Regions from separate parts of the Muntiacus reevesi genome. Here region 2 is linked to region 1. The links are chromatin contacts, called in public Hi-C maps. All regions are on one chromosome and are shown on one strand. The core of a region is the stretch at or near the end of the contact, and the rest is flanking DNA. Distances in the headings are between cores, read along the strand shown.

Region 1 (6,198 bases), core at 1,701-4,200:
TTGGTCCTGGAGAAATGCTGAGACAAGAGCTGGTCTGACCACTGGGGTTCGGAGGAACAGAGCTGAGGAAAGAGACATCAAGGGAATCATAACCACCTTCCCTGTAATGGGATTGAGACTTTCTAAATGACCAGAGATAAGCTGCTGCTGCTGCTCAGCTGCTTCAGTTATGTCTGACTCCGTGTGACCCTATGGACTGCATGCAGCCTGCCAGACTCCTCTGTCCATGGGATTCTCATTGCCATGCCCTCCTCCAAGGGATCTTGCCAACCCAGGGATCGAACCCAGGTCTCCTGCATTGCAGGCCAATTCTTTACCACTGAGCCACCAAGGAAGACCCATAGGTAAGCTACTTAACCCCAAAGAGGGAATAACCATCTAATCTGTAAAATGTGGACAGCATCTACTTCACTGGCTTGCTGTGAGACTAGACTAAGCAGCCATGGAAAGACTGATAAATCAACGAGCACTTCTGCAAAAAGGGCTTCACTCGGACCAATTCTTAAAAATTAATTATGGCTCTTTTATCCTCTCATTCATCTACTCATCCAACAAAATTTTACTACACACAAAATTATGCTCTGCACAACAGCAAGAGAGATAAAGACAAAGTCTTTGTCTTCAAGTAATTCAGCCTAGCTTGGGAAATACCACTTTCTTTTTCAAGATCAATTTCTGTGCTTGCACTCTTGAACTCATCCCTTTCTGTCCTCTTATAGATCTTGTCTCTTGATTGAAAACTAGGCAGACCTAAGAACACCCAAGCCTATCAATACCGGCCATGAGATAATGGGCAATTAAGTTAAATAGGCTCTCCAAGCCTCAATGTCCTCATTTGTAAAATGAAAACATTGGTACTTACTTCATAATACTCTGCTGAAAATTAAATAATATATGTAAGATGTTCAGCCTAAGTCCCACAATGTTATAAACACTCAATAAAAGATAATTTCTCTCCTGTATCTTTAACCCCTCCTTTCTTCCTACTGACCATTTTCCCTCAACTGATGTAATATACTTAACCCCTCCCTTCATCCTATGTCCTATAATGCCCATGCAGTCCTCCCCTCCTTTCTTCTCTTTCTAAACATGCTTCTTTAAAGTGTTGTCTAAATCACGTTGACTTCCTCACTTCCCTAAAATTCTTCGAGGCCTGCAACTTGTCCTCATCCCCACCAAAGCTGCCTTCATGAATCACCAATGTTCTCATGTGGCCACATCCAACAGTCTTCATCTTACTGGGCCTTTCTGCACCATGAGGCACTGGTGGCCGCTTCTCCCTTCTTTTCTCTGACAGAACTCTCTTCAGCTTCTCCCTTTGATTCTCTGATCATTATATATCAGTCTCCTCCTGCATCTGCTCTTAAATGCTCACCCAGGAGTCTATCATCTGCCCTTTGCTCTCCTTGCTGCCTAGACCCACCCCTAGACATTTTGTCCACTCAACTTTTAGAGCCTTTAGGTTGGTGACACTCAACTCTGTACCACCAGGCCTGATCTCTCGCCAGAATTCTGGAAGTTTGAGTACCTGCAAGCTCTCTCCCCTGAGTTACCACACCTGGTCCTCAAACTCACTATGGCAAAAACTAAAATCACCGTTCAACTTGATTTCTCATTCAGACTTGCCTCTCATTTGCATGTTCCTCATTTTATTTAATGATACCCCAGTCACTCTTCAACCTAAGCCAGAAATCTGGAAATCATGTAAGACTTCCCTTCTAAATTCAGCCAAATACCAAACCATACTAATATAACTCCTTAGCATTTCTTGAGGCAATCTTCTCTTACGTATTACTTTCCAAGTTAAGGAGCTCACCATACCTGCCTAGACTACTACAATAAGTGTCTCAATTCACCTCCTAACTTAGGTCTTAGCTTGTCCCGTCTCCCATAATGGCCATCAATAAATCACCCAGTTACCAAGGTGGTAAATCTAACTGCAAATCTATGTCAAATCTTTCACCGGCTCCCCTTCACACAAAGAAAAATGCATATTCCACATCAAGACAAATTTTTCTGAGATTTGACTTCAGTTCACTTTTCCAAAACCAACTCATTCCTCACCTTGAGCTTCATGTTCTAATATCCGATTTGTTTTCTCTCACAAAAAGCAGTTTCTATGCCTTTCATCATTGCGTCTGCTCATCCCACTAGCTCTAACTGTAATGCCCTTCTTCCTGTGGGCTTCCTTACCCTCAAGACTCAATCAGGTACAGCTCCTTCAGGAAGTGAGACAGGATAATCCTTCCAAAACACAGAGCTAGTATAGTCCTCTGGACTGGCATACAACTTAGATACTGTGCTGCAGTTTCTGCTTCATGTCATATTATGCTTATATGAGTTTTTCCTGTAAAAATGGAAACTCTTTAAGGGTTGGAACTACGCTTTCTCACATTTTTAACCCATCATACTACAGTACCTTGTATAACACAAATGCCCCCTTAAATGATTAGCGAACTGAACTCCAAGGGAAACGACCAATAGGTAAATTGGGGCTTAGGCACTGACACTCTTTCCTGATTCAGGGTGGGAACATTCCAAAGACAGGGAATGCGGAGAAAAAGACAACTGTGAACACAGCCGCAGCAGGACTATAACTTTCAAACTACCCCATCACCACGTCAGCCCAGAGCAGGGGAAACATGCACTCGAGTGGACATCTGGACCCGAAGAGAACGCTGGTCAAGCTGTGGCCAAAGGAAAGGAGAGACCCCCTGTTCAAAAGGTCTCACCGCCCAGCAGACGAATCCTAACCGCATCCCTTCCCCCGGCTGGAGGCTGTGCTAAGAACCTCCGGCTGCCCTCACCTCGCCCTTCTCTGGCGCCGCAAAGGACACTCAGCCTCCAGAGAGTCGCCATGTCGCTCCTGAAGGTTCAAGGTTAACCAGCAACCCGGAAGCAGTCATACGACAACATCCGCCCGCGATGACGGGAAGAAAACATGGAAAAGGAAAACGCCGCGTGAACCGGAAGTCGGGGTCGGCGGACCCGCCGCACATGCGCAGATAACTCTTCGGAAGGTCGGTAACCGGACACAGACGATGGCGGAGCTGGGTGAGGCGGACGAAGCCGAGTTGCAACGCCTGGTGGCGGCCGAACAGCAGAAAGCGCAGTTCACTGCACAGGTGCGGGGACAGGGACTAGTGTGAAGAGAAAGGAGGATGAAGTACAAGTCCCGGGCACTCGCGGAGCTCTGAACGCTGGCGGCGCGGGCCGGCCGCCCGCCACTCCGTGCTTGCTGCGCGTGGTTCTGCTCACTAAAGAAACGAGTCACTTCTGCCGCTGGTGACCTGCAGTGCTCAGGTGCCCTGTGAGCCTAGCGTAGGGGAAAGAGAAGGTGTAAAGCGAAGCAAAAAGGTTCGGGCGACGCAAGTGCACGGAAGCCTAGTTTGGTGGCGAGCTCTCTAGGCTGGCATTGGGAGGACCCAACTTCTCATACTGCTCTGTCGCCTACAGGCCACGTGCCCCTAAACACAACACCCATCCACCGTTAGGTCTTGGTTTCACAGTCGCCTGCTGTCTCACAGGATGTCGAGGATCATATGCAATAATGTATTTGAAAACGATAGAGTAGTAGAGCATCATTGGATGAAAGTGGGCCCTGAAGTAGTCAGTCTAGACTATCAGGTTAGAACAAGAGCTTCGGAGCATGGTTCCAGCCCCGGCGTTGACCTTTACTAACTGCATGATTTTGGACTTCTTACTTACCGTGCCTCTTAAATGGAGGTGACATTCTTTAGGACCTCAAAAAGAATTGACGTACTACTTAGGACCCCAGCCTCCCGAAATAGTTAAGCCCTTGGTAAATGGTTACTCCCCGCCGGGAGTGGAGTTGGTGGGAAGGGGAGGGCTCGCGGAAGATAAGTGGCGAGAACCCTGGTTGGAAATCTTTGGACCTGAACATTTTGAAAGCACACACATTTCCTGTGAGCATTTTTCTGTAGAATGGGTCCATAACCTTCATTGGATTCTCAACTTATGTCCCTGACCCCCAAAAGGTTAACAACTTAAGAACTTCTAAGGAATAGGCTTAGAATGAGATGAGTGCAGTGGTTTGGGGGAATTAATTGGTACCATAGCTTTCCCAGCTTACACTGGTGTTAGCTTGGAAATAAAGAAGGTATCAATTCTGCCTGCAGTTTTTACAATCTGATTAAGGACGTGACACAGAAAATAATGGTGCTGTCAAGGAGGTGATGATAAACTGGAAAAACCTTTAGGGAGGAGTATTGAGGGCTAAGTTAAGTATGCTGTGTGTGAACCTACCTCATTGAAACACATTGGTTGGGTGTTAAATAAGGGAGTGCCCTGAGTGACTGACAAAGAAACATGCATTAGGCCCAGCACTGGGGTGACTTGATCAAAAGTACCTATTTTTCAGTTACTGAGGAGGAGAAAACTAGACAAGGAAAGGATGAAAGTATTGTTACAGGGTAGGAATGAGGAGTTGGACTGTATTGGTGACAAATCAGGAAGTGAGGAAAGAGTCAAAGAACAGTTTAGTCAGGTGACAGAAAGTGAGAAAAATGGGAAGGAAATTCAGAGATAAAGCCTGTCAGCAGACCTCAAATAGTTATTTTTTTTCTTTCCTCTTAGGTGCATCACTTCATGGAGCTATGTTGGGATAAATGTGTGGAGAAGCCAGGAAATCGCTTAGACTCTCGCACTGAAAATTGTCTCTCTAGCTGTGTGGACCGCTTCATTGACACTACTCTTGCTATCACCAGTCGGTTTGCCCAGATTGTACAGAAAGGAGGGCAGTAAGCCATCCCCTGGAAGAATGACACAAGCAGCAAAGGACTTACTAAGCAGACTGAAGGGCCAGTGGGGGAAGGTTGTCAGCCCTCTGTCAGGTTAACTTCAGGCTGTTACCAAGCCTGTTGGTGCTAAAAAGTAACAGATCAAATGTTCAAAAAGTGAAATTTATTTATTGGGAATTCAGAAATTCCATCTTGTATCACAACAATTTATTCAATAAATGTGAATTCTCCAACTCTCTTTGTAAATCCCATTTTGGGATTTAATATATAGATCTCTGATTAGTAGGAACATTAGAAATAAGTATGTTCCAAGGCCACTAGTCGTGCAAATGAGAGATCTTAGGTTTTGAAGAGCCATCCTAAGCCATATTGAAGGGGGTGGGAAGAACCATCAAAAGCCTTATTAGCCTTAAGGCATCAAAGAGAATTTGGGGTTGAGAAAGGTGAAGAACAGAAAACAGCTTTATTGCTTATACATGACCAGGAAAAGGTAAACATGGCAAAAAAACAAAACAGGCAAGATGTGTGTTCACTGGGAAAGAGGCCTGCGACTATGAGAGGAAGAGAAAGTCAAGACCCAAACAGAATCAACTTCCTGGAGATGCCTTGTTCCACTGGCCCATCTTCCTGAGTCTGTGCTTAGAATCAAAACTTTTAGAGCACAGAAACAATGCTTAAAAAAAAAACAACCCAGGAGCTGAAAACTCCTTCCCACAAAGATTTCACTTGCTCCAAGAAGAAAACAATTGCTTTAGGTTAAGAGGTAGTAATTATAGACTGTTTTTCCCTACTTGGGCCCTTAATCTCAATGTTAAAAATATGCACCATGGAACATCAGCAGTTCAGTACCAAAGTACTAATATTTCAAATAAATATCCCAAAAGGTAGCACCTGCTTAGAGTCAAGGGCTAGGGAACCTCTGGCCAACTGTTTATGACTAAGCATTTTATTAGAAATCTGTTCTGTAAAGAGAACAATATAATAGTTCAGAGCTACAAAAAATTACCACCTCATGGAATGTTGTCATAGTCTATTGCTGGTGTCATACACTGTCAGGCTACCATGAAGTATTTCTGTTTTAGAGATGGGGAAAGTAAGGCCAGGGAGGTTGACTTACCTGCTCCAAACCTCATAACCAATTAATGGCAGAACCAAGACCAAAAGTCTGAGCTTTCAAGATTTTTACTCGGCCCATGAAGTGACAGCCAGGAAAAAACAATGTCACTTGATCTGCCATAGTAAATATTATTCATTTGTGTTCTGCCAGCTTTCTTCCAGTGAGTTTGGTTTCTTAAGAATTAATGTAGTAGGATCACCGTATATAGCAAAGGGAAATACCAAGATCTCCGCTTGGTGCTTTAATCCAAAGGCAGACTAGGAAGAAATGGATATGTCCCTGAGAAGCCTACTTCATTTTGGAATCAATTCAACTTAGTTT
Region 2 (6,198 bases), core at 2,157-4,656, 160 kb after region 1:
TGATAAGAATTAAAAAGAATAGGTCACCTACTATGGGTTGAAAGTGGCCTTCTGTTGTTGTAGCTTGTATCATATGTTGTTTCAAAGTAGTGTCCAAACTGGAAAGAAAAGGGAGTAGTTCAAAAATATAGGTGTCTATAGCCAAAGCTGGGAAATAAAGGACACAATGGCATAAATTCTAGCAGCCTCTATAATATTTTAGATTGACTAGAGATTTATACATGTCATTAACCTATATCCTACCAATCTTTATATCCTGTGTATGTTTGTTTAGGAGATTTCAGGGCAAGATGAAGATAAATGGCAAATCTAGCTGGCAGGGACCAGAGGAGAAACTTACCTGAATCAGAAGACATTATATAAATATTTCTGTAGACTAATGAAGTCCAAAGAAAAGCAAGAGAAAAAGCATGATGCTCATCCTTTTATTACCTTGCGGTTGTTTAGTGGCTAAGTCATGTCTAACTCTTTGTAACCCAATGGACTATAGCCCGCCAGGTTCCCCTGTCCGTGGGGTTTCCCAGGCAAGAATACTGGAGTGGGTTGCCATTTCCTTCTCCAGGGGATCTTCCCGACCCAGGGACTGAACCTGCATCTCCTGTCTTGCAGGCGGATTCTTTACCACCAAGCCACCTGGGAAGCCTTACAATAACATAATATTCAGCTTGATAGTAAAGTGGGATAACCATTCACTAAACAGAAGCCTGAAAGATCTCAGCATTGGAAGTTATCAGATTCCTGTTTCTCAAATGGCCATTGCTATTTCTTTTGCTAACAGAAGAAAACAAAGAAGAGAAAGTTCAATTACCTGGGAAGGCAAGGGTTTGGGCTGCACGATATTCTTTATGTCATATCTTTCCTGGTTCCAGTTGCCCATCAAGGTACGGTTTGAATAGGCATCTTCATTAGTGTTGCATCTCCATCCATACTGGAAAAACTTGGACATATCATTCCAATCCGTCCATACTTCAGCATGGCCATTTGCGTTAATGAGGCTGCCATAGTGTGGGTTTGTAAGGAAACAGGCAAGGACCTGTCTCTGGAAAAAGGTGGCAATAGAAAAGTTTGTTGCACAAACCAGAGAGCAGAAAGCATATCCCTTTCTCTTGGCCAAGCATAAGTACACCTTCTAAAGATCTAGACTTTCCTCTCAGTTTAATAGTTATCGTCCTGTTTCCTTCCAAGTTCATAAATTCTTTGACCTACCCTCTCAATCAGCAGTAGTAGATGACTAAATAGATTAAATGCACCCACCCAAAAGGTAAGAGAACTTCAGTACCCTAATACTATTGGATAACTAGAAAATATTCTGGTGATTTTGAGGTGTAAGAATGTAAGGAATAAGTACTGCTATCATCGAAGAGAAGAGAGAGAAGTGAGAGCTGGATAACTAGATAATACGATAGATCAATGATCAACAAAATGATGGTTTCCTTCCTTTCCGCCCAGCTCAAATGCCACATCTTAGGATACAGCGTTCCCTTTTCATGATGCCTTACCTCAAGTTAACTTCTTTCAACTGTCTCACAGAGAACTTTATCTTCACACTTCTATATATCCATAACTTTATACCACATGTTAGAGTTCTTCAAGGAAGTGTGGAATCTTTTACACTGAACTATGCATCCCTTGAGGACAAGATCTGTCACTTTTTCATTACTGCACCCTCTCCCTCTGTATACCCTCCCAATCAATAGTAATTTGCACATATCAGATAACCAATGTCTGAATTTCAACTTTTTGGATAAGGAATCAAAAGCCTAACCATTTCTAATTTTGGTTAAAAGTTCAGTCTGGTTCCTTGGCTTAGGAGCAAGACAATACCTTCTCTGAAGATGAATACTTTGAAGTTGAGGAGCTTGTGATTGAAGATTTTATAGCAGAGTAACAGCAAACCTTACTCTGACATTCCATATTCTTTAAAAGAAGAGATGACACTAAACCTGGCCTTCCCAGTTCACCAGGCAAAGAAAGAATTTAGATCACCCAGATCACCAGGTGGCCATGATTTGGTAGTCATCACCCACCCACCTTTCCACAGCTAGAGACAAAGCCAACACTGTAAGTTTAAAGGTAACTGCCCGCATGTCATGGGCCTTTGTGAAGACAGATGCATGCACTTATGTCAACAAACAGCATGACCACTAAGAGCAGTTGATCCCACAAAGTCCAACAGGCCAAGGACTCAGACTGCAGATCAAGATGACAGTGTCCCTGGGGCTGTTAAGGACAGACATCCCCACCCACTTAGTTGTCCAAACCTGAAACCTGGGGCTTATCTTTGATTCTTGGTTTCTCTTTCAACTCCCTTACATCTATTCAATCACTAGGTCTTGTTGATTTTTGAATCAGTGCACTACCCTCCATCTCCACTACCAAGTTTCAATTCAGATCACTATCAGCCCTAGTCTCCATTACTGCAGTAGCCTTCTATCTGGACTCCTTGCCACCAACCTTGCTCTTCTCCTATCCTTTCTCCATAGGAAAGCATAATTTTTGAAAATGAAAATCTAATTGTGTCATCTCCCTACTTAAAAATCTTTCAGTGGCTGGCCACTGGTTTCAGAGTAAGGTTCAGGCTGTAAAAAATGCCTACATGATCTGGTCCCTGCTTTTCAGTCTCATCTGTTATGCACTCTCCCTCAGACTACATTTCAGTCAAACTCAGCTACTGTGTTTTTCCATCATGCTTTTGCATTTATTGTTACTTCTGCCTTTTCAGTCCTCCTGACTCAGGTAAGGTGTAGTCCCCCCGCCCCCACTTCCCTGAGCTTTCAACTCAGGTGCACTTCATCCACGAAATCTTTCCACTCCATCCCCAAACTTGGTAAGGGTCCTCTTCAGTGTGCTCCTCAGCGACCTGAATAACTCCATTCATGGTACTGCATCTCACTATAGCAGAATTGTCTCTTTCGTCGTGCATCCTCCACCACACTACAAGCTCAGAGAAGTCATAGGCCACATCCTGTTCCTCCATATATCGAACAGCCTTCATAGGCCTGGGGCATAACAGACACTCAACACTTTTTGAATGCATAAAAGGTAGGGGAAAGAAGCACCTGGAAAAACTCCGAATAACAACGATAATCTGTTGCAGTCATGTCGGATGAGATGAAGGCTGTTACAAAATCCTCTGAGTCAGGATGCAGAACACAGCACCATCTCTCCTTGGCCTCAGCCCGGCCCTGCTTCCTTCACTCAGAACTCACTTCACCTTCGACCTGTTCCCCCTCCACCCCTCCCCCACCCCCGAGGCTAGTGACTGCTCAAGACCCTCAGGCAGGTGTGACGAAGTCGCTCAGGGCCGCCCTTGGGCTCAAAAGCATTTAACACTTCCGATGGGGTGAGGGAGTGAGGGAGCTGGGTGGCCGGAGTCTCGCTCTTGCTCTCATGGCTATTTTCCTACTCGGGACGTCGCGACCCCAGTTTGTCAAGACAACCAGACGCTGTTACGCGTCATCAACCAGCTACGTGTGAATAGGTGGGGCCACAAGAGACTCGCGAAGGAAGTGACGTAAAAAAAGAGCGCCTCGGAGAACTTGAGACGGGAGCACGTGGGGGCCATGGCCCCGCGGCGCCTCCTGTTGGTTGGGGAGGGGAATTTCTCTTTTGCCGTCGCTTTGAGTGAGACCCTGGATCCAAACACCAGCCTAACCGCCACCTGTCCCCAGCGCCCAGCGGACCTGGCCCAGGATCTGGTGGCCCAAGAGAACCTACAACGCCTGCGCGAGCGAGGTAGCGAAGCCCAGCCCTCTACGAAGCCCCGCCCAGCTGTGGCGCCCCCCAAAGTGGAAAGGGTGGGAACACTGGGGATTCAGGGAACTTGGCCGTTGCTCCTGGTCTTCCACGGGGCTTCCCAGGTGGCTCTAGTGGTAAAGAACCCGCCTGCCAATGCAAGAGTCGTAACGAGATGAGGGTTCGATCCCTGGGTGGGGAAGATCCCCTGGAGAAGGGCATGGCACCCTATTGCAGTATCCTTGCCTGGAGAATCACTTGGACAGTGGAGCCTGGCCGGCTACAGTCCATAAGGTCTCAAAGAGTCTGACTGGACCAAGGCGACTTCGCACACACTCACTTCATCTTCCCATGGACATTTACAGACAACCTGCTGTGTGCCTGGACTTGGGCTGTTTTGCACCTTGTGTTAGGGAGGGTTTTTCTCTTGTGACATGGCTTTATCACATCCTTCTGTCTATATTTCGTGCCAGGTAACGAGGTACGCTTCGGTGTGGACTGCACCCACCTGGCAGATGCCTTTGAACCGCAAGACAGAGAATTTGATCTAATTTATTTTAACTTTCCGCACTGCGGGCGCAAAGCTGGAGTAGCTAAGAACAGGGAACTGCTTGCCAAGTTTTTCCGGAGGTGAGGAGAGCTGAGCACTCACAAGTGAAATGTTTTTAAGATGTACATTGCATAGTTCCTGCACTCAGACATGTTAGTGTGGGAAATAGGACATATAAGAGAACGTGTTGCTCCAAAGTAACCCACAGTCTAGTTGGAGAGGCAGACGTTTAACCCTAAATGCTAAGTACAAGTGCAAACATGTACTATTGGGCCTTAAAAGGGAGGATCGCCTATTTTTGATAATGCAAAATGATAGTAGCCAGTATAAACTAATTTAGGAGCCAAACTATCTGCATTCAAATCCCCACCCACCACTTAAGAGCTTTGTGGGTTTTGTGATTGTTTACTTGATCCTAATTTGCTTTTGATTCCTCATCCGTAAACGGAAGATATTAACATAACTACCTCATACAATTATTGTGAACTTAAAACAGTGCTTTATACTATTATACCAAAACATGAAACATAGTTATCATGAAACTTTGCACAGAGGCAGTATTTTAAGTTAGTCTTTCAAGTACAAGTAAAATTTTAACAAGCAGGAGGGGAGTGGAACGGACAGCTTTCTAAATGGGAAAGAACAGCCTGATCACTGAATCACATCTAGGAATTTTATAGACATTGACTTTTCAATGAAATATAGGTGAACAATAGCAATGTGAAGCTGGATAACTTTCTGGTCAGCCCCTAGTATTAGTTACGAGTTGAGCATTGAGTTTAAATTCTTACTTACTTCCAGCTCCTTTTTTTGCATGTTTGAAGTCTTAATAGATCTTTGCAAATAGATATGATTGGATTTTAATTATCTCACAGACAAACCATATATATACAGCTAACTCCTACTTGTTTCTGGTAAATGATTGGTGTTTCCTTATCCCCTTTAGCTGTGCAGATGTTCTTGCAGAGGACGGAGAAATCCATGTGGCATTATGTAGAGGACAAGGTGGGACTCCTGCTGATAAGCCAATGAGAGAATGGCACAACAGTTGGCAAGTGGTTGCTATGGCTGCTCTGGGGGGATTCATTTTAAGTGATGTGCATCCCTTCAGCTGTGAGGCTGTGCCAGGGTACAAGTGCACTGGATATAGGTAGGTAATAATAGAGATCTAAGCTTTTTCCATGTCTTTCACTACTGATAAAAAACCCCATTGACACTTTTTCTTGCTAATTTCTTGATTCAGTCTTTAGGATTAATTGCTTTCTTTAACAGTGACAGACTCAATGACTGCTATTTTGCCAGGAGTCAAGATAAGTCCTTTCATATAGAAGGTGCCTTGAACCATATCTTCACCTGGAGCTTACCCTTTGAAAGTTTGCAACCAAGAATCTGTAGGATCAAACTGGGTGACCAGTTTTTTTCTTTTCTGGAACCAGAAGTACTCATAGGAAAACTGAACAGGTAACCTGATTTTACCAGAAACGTAAATAATCAGCCAGTCATACATTGAATGGATGCTACATTAATTGTTAACGATGTTGTGCTGTGAATACTTATAAGTCTGACCTACACAGCCTCTTTATAATTAATATTTTTCATATTATCTGCAAATATCTTATTATATCACTTATATGTGAAATCTAAAAAAAAAAAGGTACAAAACAGAAATAGTTACAGATGTAGAGTACAAACTTACAGTTCTAAAGGGTCGGGGGGTATAAACTGGGAGACTGGGACTGGCTGACACATATTTCTGTATATAAAATATGTAACTAATAAGGACCTGCTGTATAGCACAAGGAACGCTACTCAGTACTCTGTAATGGCCTATATAGAAAAAGAATCTAAAAAAATGAGTGGATAGATGGGACTTCCCAGGTGGTGTTAGTGGTAAGGAATCCATCTGCTAATGC

Evidence for each region. A called contact is a pair of places that touch in the nucleus more often than the background predicts.
Region 2: a Hi-C map of muscle shows a contact between it and region 1, with 4 times the contacts expected there. The contact joins the promoter of CFAP68 here to the promoter of SDHD in region 1. A contact is called at or near these places in 2 of 3 Hi-C or Micro-C datasets (blood and muscle).

Annotation. Positions count from the first base shown.
Region 1 is chr9:69,186,402-69,192,599 of mMunRee1.1, forward strand. It overlaps SDHD (succinate dehydrogenase complex subunit D), which reads right to left and starts at 2,951. Exons shown (of 3, transcript XM_065944743.1): 1 at 2,808-2,951; 2 at 1-62. The coding sequence starts at 2,859. TIMM8B (translocase of inner mitochondrial membrane 8 homolog B) reads left to right here and starts at 2,980. Exons shown (of 2, transcript XM_065944744.1): 1 at 2,980-3,125; 2 at 4,597-4,993. The coding sequence starts at 3,042. The coding sequence ends at 4,764.
Region 2 is chr9:69,348,104-69,354,301 of mMunRee1.1, forward strand. It overlaps CFAP68 (cilia and flagella associated protein 68), which reads right to left and starts at 3,407. Exons shown (of 4, transcript XM_065944515.1): 1 at 3,060-3,407; 2 at 809-1,039; 3 at 32-98. The coding sequence starts at 3,101. It overlaps FDXACB1 (ferredoxin-fold anticodon binding domain containing 1), which reads left to right and starts at 3,552. Exons shown (of 4, transcript XM_065944241.1): 1 at 3,552-3,735; 2 at 4,209-4,365; 3 at 5,232-5,435. The coding sequence starts at 3,564.